Regions from separate parts of the Zea mays genome. Here region 2 is linked to region 1. Evidence: chromatin contacts called from public Hi-C data. All regions are on one chromosome and are shown on one strand. Each heading gives the region's core, a stretch centred on a gene start, on an enhancer-like site or on the middle of the called end of the contact. The rest is flanking DNA. Distances are from core to core; before and after follow the strand shown.

The links. A called contact is a pair of places that touch in the nucleus more often than the background predicts.
Region 2: a contact with region 1 is called in a Hi-C map of ear, with 2.3 times the contacts expected there. The contact joins the promoter of LOC100381712 here to the promoter of LOC100280687 in region 1. A contact is called at or near these places in 2 of 25 Hi-C or Micro-C datasets (ear and leaf).

Annotation. Positions count from the first base shown.
Region 1 is chr3:202,584,707-202,587,406 of Zm-B73-REFERENCE-NAM-5.0, reverse strand. LOC100280687 (early nodulin-like protein 3) reads left to right here and starts at 1,329. Exons shown (of 2, transcript NM_001153606.2): 1 at 1,329-1,837; 2 at 1,954-2,526. The coding sequence starts at 1,648. The coding sequence ends at 2,411.
Region 2 is chr3:202,846,903-202,849,602 of Zm-B73-REFERENCE-NAM-5.0, reverse strand. LOC100381712 reads right to left here and starts at 1,367. Exons shown (of 6, transcript NM_001361525.1): 1 at 907-1,367; 2 at 509-747; 3 at 177-372. The coding sequence starts at 1,194.

The DNA of each region.
Region 1 (2,700 bases), core at 80-2,579:
AGAGATAATATACAATATGATGGAGCCCCAAATTACTAAAAGGACACGAGAATTGACTCAAGGATCTTTAAATTTATTTAATATCTTGAATTTGAGTATAGAAAAGGTCGTACTATTAAGGAAAATATAACGCACAAGCTTAAATGTGCAACCATATGCTCAAAAGTTCCATCATAATATCTTAAAAGTATAGCCACAACACGAAGCCACTTAATATTCATACTTTTGACTATATTGGTTTTAGCAACATCACTACTCTTGGAATGGCACAGTCGCTCTCTAGCACTACTGCATCCAGTCCAATACTATTGCATTTTCTCCAGCACTGCTGCAACTTGAATCTGGGAATACTATTGCATCTTGTCCAGCACTACTGCAACTTGAATTTGATCGTCAGGTTGGAAAGGGATACATCTATCACTTTCATATCCTCTAATCTGTGACTTTCGATCAAACCCCATTATTCTCAACCAGAAATTGCGGACAGAAAATTTGACGCCCAGTATGACTAGATAAGAAAATTTGACGGACAGACCAAGAGATTGCGGATATACTTTGAGGATAGATCAGGATTGAGAATTTGAAAGTGATCTATTTAGATTAGGATTCCTGTAGCTATGTACATGTTAGTTCAAAATCAAACCTGTGTCTAAATTGTGCATATATCTATACTTATGAAATTAGTTAGGGGTGGTGGATAAAAAAATAGACTAGACCTTTAGCTCTTTACTATTCCCTCCGGTCTAAAATATAATTCGTTTTAGACTAATCATATATTCATATCTATTAATTAAGTAACATATGAATGTAGGTTACATAAATGTCTATATTTATTGAATGTGGATAAAAAAGATAGGCTAATATATTTTAGGATATTAGATATAGACAGAGGATGGATATTTACACACTAATATATGTTAAGACTTTAGCTTGAACAACTGAATACGAACGAGAAATTTCTGGCTGCCGCTCACCACTGGGACTTCAGTGCTAGTTTCTCTATGTAGATTTTTTTTTGCATGTTGACTTTCCTGAACTATGATCCTGCAGTGAAATGTGGCATTTTCTTAGCAAAACGACACATTGAACAACAAACAAAGCATTAATATGTAATGGTTTTCTTTTCGAGATATAGACACACCCTAGGACGTGCATTAATTCCACACATAAAAGAAAATGGATCTTATAGATATATTGAGAAAATAGACCTGATCCCCTACAGTCTATTATCTATAGATATAGATATGGTGGTATACAAACGAAAGTGGCTTCCTCGGGTGCGCGCGTCTGCAGATATGTCGGGCTGCCGGCCGCCGCAGGCCCGCAGGCGTACATGACATTGATCACCGAAGACCCAAGGAAGAAGATTGAGATGTCGATCAACCCAGCCCGCACCGCAACGCAAAGCGGTGCTCTCTTTCGCTGGTTCGTGCAGAGCCATCGACTCATCGGTATGCATCTCTCCGCGGCCTCCACCTGTGCCTGCCGAGGTCAGCAACCGTATCACTTCGCCGCGCGCCGTGCGCCGTGCGCCTATATAAACCACCAGTTCCTCTTTGCAGCAGTACATACCATCCCTCGACCGGCCACCTCTTCCCAATTGCATCGCATCCCCAGGACTTGCCGGCCGGTCCAGAGACGGCGATAATGGGGGCTTCTGAGGTGTGGTCACCGGTGCCGGCCTGGCTGGCGATCGCCGTCGGCTTGGCGGCCGTGGTTTCCTCGTCGGAGGCTCACGTCTTCTACGCCGGTGGCCGCGACGGCTGGGTCCTTGACCCCACCGAGAGCTACAACCATTGGGCCGGGCGCAGCCGGTTCCAAGTGAACGACACCATCGGTAACTGGCTTCGCCATCTCTCCTCGTTTTGCCCTCACGAATGCCGCACAACCCGATGAACTGGTTGAGCTCGTAGCATGCATGTGACGTACGTGCGCCTTCCTCCTGGCTCGCAGTGTTCACGCACGAGGAGGGCGTCGACTCTGTGCTGCTGGTGACGGAGCAGGACTTCGACACGTGCAACACGCGCAACCCGGTCCGGCGGCTCCAGGCCGTCGGCAGCAGCGGCAGTTCGGAGCGTTCGGTGTTCAAGCTCGACCGGTCCGGCCCGTTCTTCTTCATCAGCAGCGACGAGGAACGGTGCCAAAAGGGCCAGAAGCTGTACATAATCGTGATGGCGGTTCGCCGGTCGACGACGCCGGCGGCACCGGCACCCGACGCGGCGTTCCCGCCGGCGGCTTCACCGGTACCCGATTCGGCGTTCCCGCCGGCGCCTTCACCGGTGTGGGCCTCGGCGCCCGACAACGCGCACGCTCCACCACCGACGGCGGGTGCGTCACGTTTGGACGACGGAGCGATCATCGGCTCTGTGCTTGGGGTTATAGGAGCTTTGGTGCTCTGTACCGTGTACTAGATCAGAAATCAAGACTCCAAGGGGCGTTCCGTCTGTGTGGTTTTCACCGTCTCTTTTGCTAATCATGTTTCTTAAAATCATGATTTTACAATACAATAGTATAATACAGTAGTTTTGATTACTTCCAAAAATACCATGGTTTTAAGATTTAAGAACATTGTAAACGTATTTAAACAACAACTAGCCATGCTATATATATTTTTTATTTTGGATTAGAGTAGAGTTTCTAATACTCTAAAAATATCGTATTATCTAGAATAACATGGTCATAAAAGTTCTACTCCAACCT
Region 2 (2,700 bases), core at 118-2,617, 260 kb before region 1:
TTACAGCAGCTAACACATTTTTTAGAGATGCATCAAGTGCTCATAAAAAGTAATCAATCATGCACAAACTATCCTTTGTAAACAAACAGTTGTATAACAATTCAGGCAAACCAAATAATGTAGCCAAAACACCTCTAGTGAACTTAGATAAAGAAAGCAGTAAGGAGTTTGCTAACCTTCTCGCTGTAATTGATAGGAGTTGCATTTGACTTGTTTTCCACATCTGAGAATCTTTCCCTCCCAATTTCCCTCACATAATTTTTGAACTCTAACCCTGACAATTGGGACGATGAATGCTGCTTAATGTATACTTCGTCCTTACCACCAACCGTAACAGAAATAATAATATGGGTACCGTAATTCTCAATAAAGCTGCAGACAAGTGAAACAAGACCTTCAGGCTTCAGATAATAGGGTGTGTAAAGTACTAGGCTAAGAGTTGTACAGAATGGGACTGATCAGAAATGGATCCTGATAACAGTATCAAATAAGAAGATTACCTACTGACCTAGCCAATGCTGATGGATCCCAAACATTTGGGATCGCGTGCTTAACGCTCTCAAGCAGCGTCAGTTCAGAACTCCTAATTTTCACTCGAAACAGAGGCAGAGAATAGCCATCAATCGCAAGGGCCTTCGTAGCCGCAGCATCATTCTTCCATGAACCGGTGAAGCTGAACAGAGAGTTGAAGGAACCCAGCGGTACTGTCTCGGACAAGCATGACTTCCTGTTGAAATACTCAGCCATCTGTCAACAAGGGCACCAGAGTCACATAACACGAAGTAAACGGCCGCGGAGCATAGGATATCGACTAGGATTCGCATCACAAGTGCAGAGCAAACAGAACAGAACGCGGCACACCATCGGATGGGAAGTTTCCAGTCGGGACGAAGCAACCGAGCTCACCTTATCGAAGCTGCAGACAAAGGGCCCATCCGCTGCGGCAGAGCTTGGGCCAGAGGGGAAGGGGCGGATGCGCTCGGGGTCTCTGCGGCACTGCTCGACCTCGACATCGGGGGGCACGCTCGGGAGGACGCCGCCGTCGGGGAGCGGGAGGTCCCGCGCACGGTCCTCCTCGAGCGCGACGAGCCTTCCACCTCCCTTGCAGTAGAGCAGCCGGTGGTCTCCAGCTGCGTCGAGGCCGCGCCCCACCGCCTGTAGCGCCGCCTCCAGGGCGGACCCCGTGAGACTCATGGCTGATGGGGCCCACCCCCACTCCGCTCCCCTCTTCCTCCTCCGCCTCGGGATTCGCGCCGACTAGGAGAGGGGAAGACCGGCAGGAGGTCGGGAGCTGTCGCGACGGAAGCTTCTGACCGCCGCTGTTGCTGTTGATCGAGGGGAGAAGAGAGATAGAGAGAGAGAGAGAGAGTAGGGGACACGGTTTCTGGGGACAACTGGAGGAGGGGAAGGCGACCTCGATGCTGAGCTGAGGTGGTTGGGTTTGACTGGCTTTTCTTTTTCTACATTTATTCATTTCTCTTCTTAATTTCGTGGTGCGATTAGTTTTATGTAAGGGACATCTTGCTCGGCGATTTGCTGTTGTTAATGACTTTCAACGTTGTCATGCTTAGCCACATATTTCAAAGCACGCTTTCAATGTTGTCATGCTGTGTATGTTTGAAAGGTGGCTTGTTCTCTCTTGATGGAATGCATGGTTTTGAATAGTAGGTTGACTTTGTTTCGGTATCTGGTGGAATATCTCACGCATTGTAAGATTTTCAAAAGGAGAGACTAATAATAAAAGAAAAGAAAAAATATCGTGTGGCACTTGTCGAGTAATTCTAGAAATTTAATGTTACAGTGTACATATACGGTGGTCATTCAATAAAAAAACTAAATAGTGATCAATTCATCTTTCTTTAATTGACTCTATGTAAAAAAATAGAATATCGTTGTCGAGGATTATTTCGACACTCAATTTACGGGATACATTACAAGACCCAGAACTAATAGTAAATATGCAAGGAGACATGAGAATTTAGAGAGGTTCCATGTATATTTGATTTATATATTTGATTTGGTCGAGACCTTGATTTAACGTATGCAAACCTCACTAAATACTAGACCTAAACCTAGAGCAAGCAGTATAAGTAGTGGTCTAACTAACATAGGAAATCCACAAAGTACATATACTAATAACCGAGTGATTCTTTAAGCACTTAGATATCTAGTGCTAATATGAATGAGTCTTAACTCACTAAATATGTTCCTCAAACCCCACACCTCTCAAATGACTAGCAAAGGGGTATATATAGCTGAGAGTCGCCTTAAGGGGTGAATAGCCGAAACCTGAAAATTATAAACTTTGAACACAAAATTTTCCCGATGTTAGGGTTAGAACGAATATTAATGAAATCGGAGTGCAGTAGATAAGTTCTTGCTATGAGTTGCTTAATCAATGCGGATAATTTTGGGACCCAACTTAAAATAATTACAAGCAAGAGAACTAGAGAGAGGGAGAGGAAGAATCAAATCGCCAAGAGTGATCAACACAAAGTTACAGCGATTTGTTTCCCGAGGTTCAACTCCAAAGAGTTTACATCCCCATTGAGGAGTCCACTAAGGACAAGTTTCTTTCAACTATTTCCCTCTCTCAAATGGTCACAGAGATCGGTTGAGCTTGCTTCACTATCACAGTGACACTAAGTCCCGCAAGGATTTCTATACAAAGTATTGAGAGTCTCTTGTCTCGCTTTACAA